Linked DNA regions of Danio rerio: region 2 is linked to region 1. A link is a contact called in public HiChIP or PLAC-seq data. All regions are on one chromosome and are shown on one strand. Each heading gives the region's core, a stretch centred on a gene start, on an enhancer-like site or on the middle of the called end of the contact. The rest is flanking DNA. Distances are from core to core; before and after follow the strand shown. Region 1 holds the start of klhl38a (kelch-like family member 38a). Region 2 holds the start of cibar1 (CBY1 interacting BAR domain containing 1).

Evidence for each region. HiChIP or PLAC-seq counts read pairs in DNA pulled down with a chosen protein or histone mark.
Region 2: a contact with region 1 is called in an H3K4me3 HiChIP or PLAC-seq map of embryo, with 4 times the contacts expected there. The contact joins the promoter of cibar1 here to the promoter of klhl38a in region 1. A contact is called at or near these places in 5 of 18 Hi-C or Micro-C datasets (caudal fin, embryo, hematopoietic stem cells and 2 more) and 1 of 4 datasets of contacts at active chromatin or transcription factors (embryo).

Annotation. Positions count from the first base shown.
Region 1 is chr19:35,547,825-35,552,183 of GRCz12tu, forward strand. klhl38a (kelch-like family member 38a) reads right to left here and starts at 2,541. Exons shown (of 3, transcript NM_001044885.1): 1 at 1,186-2,541; 2 at 1,000-1,105. The coding sequence starts at 2,541.
Region 2 is chr19:35,736,382-35,740,740 of GRCz12tu, forward strand. cibar1 (CBY1 interacting BAR domain containing 1) reads right to left here and starts at 1,975. Exons shown (of 9, transcript NM_001003604.2): 1 at 1,855-1,975; 2 at 1,119-1,353; 3 at 970-1,038. The coding sequence starts at 1,886.

The DNA of each region.
Region 1 (4,359 bases), core at 1,291-3,790:
TTAAGTATGATTAATAAATCCACATAAAACAGCGTAAAAGTCATATCTTGTCTTCTGTTTCGGGCTCAGGCGCACTTTGCACTCACACTACAAGCGTACTGCGCTTGAGCCCAAGTAAACCGCACTCTGGCACACCTCTTCAAACATGAGATAGAGCCGGACAAGTGAACCGTGCCTAAGTCCGATTCAGATCACTCACAGTTCTCAAACAATTCAGGAATTGGGCCTGGGCACGGTTCGGCTATCATAGTGCGAGTATGCCCTTACTGTGGGGTTATGTTTAGGGTTGGGGTAGGTGTAGACATTAATAAAACACAACAGGTTACTGTGCAGTTGGGGTAGGTGTAAGCATTCATAAAGCACAATATTGGAGTCAATATTTTTAAATAAAAATTCTAGGTTTGTACCACCCACTTGGAGTTCAAGTCCTACCTACTTGGAGCTGGCTCTGACCTGTTTATATTAGGGGTGTCCAAACTTGGTCCTTAAGGGCCTGTGTCCTGAAAAGTTGAGTTCCAACCCTATCAGACACACCTAGGCTGGCTAATCAAGCTCTTACTATGCTTTCTAAAAACATTCATGCAGGTGTGTTGAGGCAAGTTAGAGCTAAAATCTGCAGGACACCGGCCCTCCAGGACAGAGTTTGGACACCCTTGGTTTAAACCCTTCTCTAAACTTTAGCAGTTCATTTACATGCCTAAATGTATTAAGTTGCTGCCGTGTGATTGGTTGACCTGACATTTATATTAACAAGCAGTCTATACCAGGGGTGTTCAGTCCTGTTCCTGGAGGACCACTGTCCTGCAGAGTTTACCTCATATCTTATTTAAACCCATCTGTATCACCTAATCAAGTTGTTTAGACTCACAAGAAACTTCAGCATGTTTGGTTGGATATAAATTCTGCAAGACAATGACCTTCAGGAGGTTTTTGACACCCCTGGTTTACATCTTTCAGATTTCAGAGCTGATCAAAACCAGTAACTCATATTTTACTCACCACCAACAATATAAATCTTGTCTTCTATCACAGCAGCAGGTGCACAAACATTCTTCACCGTCCTGGTTTCCAGTCTAGACCACAAGTTGCGGGAAATGTGATAAACCTTGGTGAGGAACGAGAGGGGTTTGTCATGTGGGATCACAACTTGAGCGAATCACAAGTGATCTTTTCTGAATGACTGACCTGTATTAATCTCACTGGATTCTGCAAGGCATCTTCGCCACCAAACACGTAAATCCTCTGATCATTGGCTGCTACCGCAGGATGTAAGACTGCTGTGGGCATTGGTGCCATGACCTCCCATTGATTGAACATGCTGTTGTAGCGCTCCACTGTATTTGATATCTGCTTATCTTGCCCGATTCCACCAAGAGCGAAGATAAAGTGAAGGTAGGAGACACACTGATGGGCATACCGTGGCTCCAGCATTGGTTCGGCAGTCCTCCATTGGTTGGTCTTCAATGAGAGGGTATACACTGTGGCACTAACTGCACTATCTCCAGATACCAAACTAAGACTGAGGCCTCCCACCACATACAGAATGCTGTGAATACAAACATACGCCGCCTTGTAAAGTCTCAAAGGTAGCTTAGCAAGCCACTGCCACCGTTGAGTTCGTTCGTCATAGAGAAGTGCCTCTCGAGAAGTCTGTTCATTGTTTTTGCGACCTCCAACCACAACCAGAGTCTCTCGGCATGTATAACGACGTGGTGTGGTCCATAGAGGCTTCAGTTCTTTGGTACATTTGGCACTAACAGAAAACATAAGACGTCGGACAGACTCGATGATCTCGGTGCAGAGCGTAGATGACTGGACAAGTGGATCATTGGCGATAAACTGGAAGAGGTACGTTGGGTGGATGAACCTCAACCGGACCTTCTTAAAGAGGTCATGTATGGCTCCTCTGCGGGAGAAGGGGTCATGATGGATCCAAGCAAGCAATGTCTCGAAAACTTGCTCTTCCTCAGCGCACAGTCGGTCGTCCTCTAGGTAGCACATTAGCTCGGGAAGGGTAAGTTCGCAGAAGTCCTCAGAAGCAGCTACATCTGAGAAACAGCGCACGGCCATTTCTTTGGCTCTCTCCTTAAGGGTTTCGCAATGAAGGATCTCTGAGAGCCGGATCATGCTCAAGCAGTTTTCTGGATTAAGCTGCTCCTGCAGAAAAGTCGAGCAAGCCTCAAAGAGTCTCCCATACTGCAGCATAGAGGCCGCCTGCATTAGAGGCAGCACAAGCTCCATAGTTATGGTGATGGAACCAGTATAAATGTAATCCACAACACATTCGATGACTTCTGATGCAATCCCCTTTAGGTCCACTCTGGCTTGGCTGCTCTCCCGAAAGTTGCTGCAGAACATGGCTCTAAAATACGGGCTGCTGGAAACTAAGACGTTTCTGTGACATGGTATCTCCTTGTCTTCTGTGCACAAAATCACATCAGTAAAAATCTGCTCCTGTCTAAGTATGTTCAGCTGAAACAGGAGCTGTGTGGAGAGTTCTTGGTCCTTGAATGGAAAGACCTCTGTTGATGTACTAGCCATGCTGCAAAAGGAAAGAACTCAGAGTTTAATCAACATTCAATAAGACATTACAGTTTACTGTTGTTCTCCCTTCCTTTAAGGTCCCTTTTTGCTGCCTTGCCTCACATGATTCAGTTCTTACACCACACCTTTCTATTTCAGTGTCTCTTAAATCATTTTAATGCATGCATGTGTAGAACTTGGCTACATTTCCTGATCAAAGCTAAGTTTATCAACGCCGTTGTATCACTTGCCAGCTGTTTCTGATCCCCTCGGTAGGTTTGCCCTTGACAGTCTAACCGTTTAGACAGAGACCTTTCATTGGGCTATTATCAACACTAAGTCGTCTAATCACCCCAGAGACAGCTACTGATTTTATTTCACTCCAGATCACATGGCCCCTGTCTGATGTCTATTTTAGGATGCTAATTGTTTTTTTTTTATACTTAATATTAATCACCTTTCTGAGATGCCACAACAAGGACTCAAAGTATTCCCTAAAGAAAAAAAAAAGACTATATCATATTTCTGTGGGACTTAAAAAACATCGCTTCAAAATAGACCCCAAACTCTGAGTAATAATAACTACCATAAGAAAATCGATGCTAACAACATAGCTAGAACTACCTAATGCTACTATTATTGTTTTATTACATTACTAGGACATAGAAGAGGACATTTACAACTTTTTAGATGAAAGTTTTTTTTTTTTTTTTTATCAGATTTTACAATTTCTGCAATAAAGCATTTCATTAATGTAATCTTGTTTCTTATTTTTAAAAAAAAGGTTGCTCGGGACCTCACCTGCTTGTTCTTCACGCTCAAGTTCCAAAGAGAATCAGGCACAGTTCAGCAGGATAAAAGCAAATACATTTCTCCAAAGTTTCTCTTTCAAAGTCGGCACAGTCCAAAGTTACGTGGAGACAGACACGAGGTCTCAAGTTTGGAGTTTGCCATGAGGTCGCTGTGTACATTCCAGTTACCTAGAACAGTCTGCTGCTGTCGTTCGGGTCTCACATGTGACCCTCCCCTTGTTTGTTCCCACAGCGGTGGTCTGTGCACCATGCTTTTTGTGTGTTTACTATGGCAGGAACAGAGAACCCAGCTTATCCGGAGGACAGAGGAAGGGGTCGAGGGCTTGTGCACACCCCGTGGTGGGCTTGTGTAACCCAGGAAGCTGGTAAATATAGTACAGTGCTGATGGCTAGGATGAGTGTGGCGAACAGCTGAATCGTTAGGCCTGGTTACCTTGGTTTGCCATTCAGTTGAGAAAATAAGGAGAAGGACAGGTTGTGATTTAACTGCCAGCTATTAAGATGGACATTCACAAACATCTTTAACCATCATAATGCATTCAAATCCGTTTGGACCTAATGAATTTATAAATTGGACTTTGATGAATTTAAGGTTTCTCAACAAAATTCAAATTGTACACTGGAAAAAAAAACATATTTTTGCCACCTAATGGTGCTCCATACATAGCCAAAGCCCAAAATGTCCTCAATGTAATATAGTTATATAAAAATAAGGTCTGGGAACATTCTCATTCCATTCATTCTGGAAACAATGTACTATATAAGCAATATCACATGAGCAGCAGGCTATTCCAGAGTTTGGCAGCCATAAATGAGAAGGCTCGACCTCTTTTTACATGACTTTGCTATTCTAGGTATTGCTAGAAGCCCTGAGTTTTGAGATCTTAAAGAGCGAGTTGGATTGTAGCGAAACAGAGGGTTGGTTAGATAAACAGGAGCTAGTTTATTAAAGCTTTATAGGTAAGAAGGAATATTTTAAATTCAATACGAAACTTAACAGACAGCCAGTGTAAGGAGGATAAAA
Region 2 (4,359 bases), core at 725-3,224, 190 kb after region 1:
GTCCAGGCCTGGAAAATGCCATGTCAAAATTCCATGACTTTTCCAGGTTTTCAATGACCATATGAATCCTGTTTAAATCATTTCCTGAAAAAAAAAATGTTCTCCAATATCATAAAAAATAAACATTTTATTAAAATGTTTTATCGTCAAAATATTCTTACATGTCACAAATTGTTTTTTTCACTTTTCAAAAAATCTGTGTGTAGGAGGGGCCAATTCTACATCTTGTATGTACAACCAGATCATGTCTATTTAGCAAATGGTAATTATTTCTTTCATTTTAATTGTCAATATGCTCATTTTCCGAACTGTGGTCATAAAAGACAAAAGAGCAGTGTGAACTGTTAGCAATGTAATAAATAAATGTTTTAAAAAATGTTAACTTGTAGGAAATGTTAATGCCAGGTGTAAAAAAAAAAGTCATACACTACTATAGCAATCAAATCAAATTTGTTTTCAATTTCCTCTTGAAGTGGACATGCTCAGATAATTTATACATTTTTTCAATTTCTTTTTGGCTTAGTCCCTTTATTAATCTGGGGTCGCCACATCGGAATGAACTGCCAACTTATCCAGCATATGTTTTAGGCAGAGGATGCCCTTCTTTCTGCAACCAATCACTGGAAAACACCCACACACATACACTACGGACAATTCAGCTTACCCAATTAATCTACAGCGACTACTTCTATGTCCTTGGACTTGTGGGAGAAACTGGAAGAAACCCATGCAAACACGGGGAGAAAATGCAAACTCCACACAGAAATGCCAACTGACCCAGCTGAGGCTCAAGCCAGCGATATTCTTGCTGTAAGGCGATTCTGCTACCCACCACACCACTGCGTTGCCCCTCAGATAATTTAAAACACCTTATTTACACCAGCATCTAACATGACCCATTTTGATCTAATCTACAAAAATGTACTATTCCAGGTAAACCTGAGTGACTTTAAAAAAAGAAAAGCTTACCCTTTTTGTTTTGACAATATTCCCATATGCTTTCAAAGGCTCTATAACTTTCACTTCCAGCCTCTCCACCTGTGAACCAATATTATGTGTTAGTATAATAACAGAAAGCAAAAATATGCTTAAGTACGTTTTCAGGCTTTTAAACACACCTCTGCTTGCCGGTAGTCTTGAACTTTGGCTAGTTGATCTGCAAAATTCTTGAGTCCACATTTTAAGTTTGGTGTCTCGGTGTCAGCATAAACGTTGATTTCCTTGACCAGGAGATCTGCTTTATCTCGTAGCCGTGCAGTTTTACGGACATAGGCAGCAAACAGTTGGCAAAGATCTCCGAAGTGTTTTTCCACACTGGTGATATTCTCCTGGATCTGCTTGGTCTGGGTATCTCTGGAATGTGCAGTGAAGACAAATGTGGATTATTTGAATGAGGGAATAGCATTATTTTAACTTAGACTATTACAGGTTTTGTTTTCCATCTGATTGCATGTCAGATATATTATGTCAGTAAGTTATAATATTTCAAAGGATAAAGATATATCTATTTAAAAGTTTCAAACTGCATTTGCATGATTTCAGAAATTGTGACACATTTGATACTTATCTATATATTAAACACTTTAAATGAGGACGATTTACACATTTATCATCTTGTATTTTAGAAACATGCAAACATACGACATTGTTAGCTACTTTACATTTCGGTAACACGAATAAAAAACGTTAGTTAGGAGTTTTCTGTTTCTTACAAGGGTTGTTTAAGCAGCTACAATTAAACATGATAAAACACGGGCTTGCAGATGGAGTAACGTTACTTTTTGCATCATTTAGCTTGGCCGGCTAACTTAGTTAGCCTCTCAGTCGTCTTAAATCTCAACTTAAACCTTTTACCTCGCTCTTGCATCGGGAGTGCGGCTCATCATTACTCGCAACCGATAGCTACTTATAAAATATATAAATTCAAGCTTTAATAAAGCAGAAAGACTGTTATGTGCTAATGCTATTCTGCAGCAGGAAATCCGGAAGAACGCCGTGTCGTTTCCATGGAGCTACAAAGCGCCCTCTAGAGGTAAATAAAGGCAACACGAGCAAATAAAAAAATCGGAATCAGAATATGAGCTTTATTTGTCAAGTGTGTGCCTTTTTATACAAATGTGTTTGTAGTGCAAACACATTTTTTTGTTTGTGTTTGTTTAGGAGCTCAGTGTACATACCAAAACAAAAGCACAGAACATTTAAATAAGTGGAACATAAAGCAAATGGGACATTCTAACAGAAAAATACATTACCTTTCCCTGAAATAAAGAACATAAATACAGTGAATAAAAAGTATTTCATCCCAAAAATTTCAAAAATGGTCTGATGTTTGATTTCTGTCAGTTGCTCTGTAAAGGAATCATTCATTTGGTTCTTTGATGTTTTTATTAAAAACACTTTGCAAATGTACGTCATTATCCTTGTCCTCAGCCCAGTAGAACCTACAGCTGTGATAGTTTTGTTATGCTAAAAACTGTTATTCAAAAAATAATAATTCAGAAATCGCAAGTTTAACTTGTTATCATTCACATCCGTTTATTAAAAACTTATATAAAATTATAAATTCTACAAAAGATACTAAAAAAATATACAAATTTACAATTGCCCCCATGTTTCTGTCAGTCCTGTCACATTTGCATTAAATTTAACATAAAATGTGTGCAATACACGCTTAAGGATTTATGACTTGGAAGCGACATCATTTGACAGAGAAGAAGCAGACGGTGATCAAAGATCTATCATTGAGAAGGATTTTATGCTTGGTTTTGAATGATTTTTTTTTCTTGAGGATGACAAGCTTAAGTCAGGCCCTGTCACATTTTTTTTTGTAAATAAAATTGTAATTTTTTGTTAGAATGTCCCAAATAATAATGTATGCCTACATAAAGCATAACAATATAACCAGAACAAGTTGTTATTTGTTATATTAATGACAGGGCACGCACATGTGTTAATAATGTATTACAATTTTACAAATTTCAAATATTTGTTTGTTTATGCTTTAGTGAACTGTATAACAATGAACCTGTATTGAGGCGTGCTAATATAATATAATATAATATAATATAATATAATATAATATAATATAATATAATATAATATAATATAATATAATATAATATAGAAGACGCAGTGGCATGCTGTCGCCTCACAGCGAAGGTCGCTGGGTTGTTGGTTCGAGCCTCTGCGTTTCTGTGTGGAGTTTGCATGTTCTCCCTGCCTTCGCGTGGGTTTCCTCCGGGTGCTCTGGTTTCCCCCACAGTCCAAAGACATGTGGTACAGGTGAATTGCGTAGGCTAAATTGTCCGTAGTGTATGAGTGAGTGTGTGTGAATGTATGTATGTGGATGGATGTTTCCTAGAGAAGGGATGTGGCTGGTATGGCATACATTGCGTAAAAATGTGCTGGATAAATTGGCAGTTCATTCCACTGTGGCGACCCCGAATTAATAAAGGGACTGAGCCGAAAAGAAAATGAATGAATGAATGAAGAATATAATATAATATAATATAATATAATATAATATAATATAATATAATATAATATAATAGAGATTATAGGTACAAAACAATTGTTCATTTTGCAACAACACAAAATATAGGTTTAATGAATGAAAATTTTGCAGATGTTTACATTTTGTTCTGTAAAACTGCATTTTAATATCATCTTATAGGCCATATAAGCTTGACTACATATAGGCTTGCAACATCGTTCTTTAGACATTAGGAGTTGAAGGTAAAAACATGTTGACATAATTTCAAATATGACTGTAACCTATATGTTTTTTCTTCCATGATTACATCTTTAATGCAAATTTATTTTGACCATCTTGTCATCATCAACGTGTAAGCACAAAATCATCTGCTGGATTTGCTTGCCTTTTATTACGAATAAAGCAATTTGACTTTAATTCCCCTCTTAACAGACACATATGGCATACTTTAGCGATTTTATTGGGTTTGTAACATCGCCAAAAGCAGACTTCATGATCATTGAAAGTAATGGGAATTCATTGTGATGCACTCATGAATGTCACCAGCTGCTGTGTCTGCGCCTCTGTGGAGAATGTCCAAAAACCTTCATTATCATGCTTAATCATCCATGGAATTGATCCCACTGTAACAGATTGCCTGTGTAAAACACGTTGCATTTAGCTGTGCGTGCTGTGCATTGAGTCCTATTTAAGAAGCCTAAAGCCTTAAAATGGTCACTTACACTATGTTTAATCGTTTGGCATGTGACACAAAGAAGAAAATCCTGATTTAAGCTTGTAAATGTCAAATAAACAAACAGTGCTTTCTAGTTTCTAAAGCTGACTTTAGTGTAACGGAGGCCAGCTAATGTGTGCTGTGCAGGTAA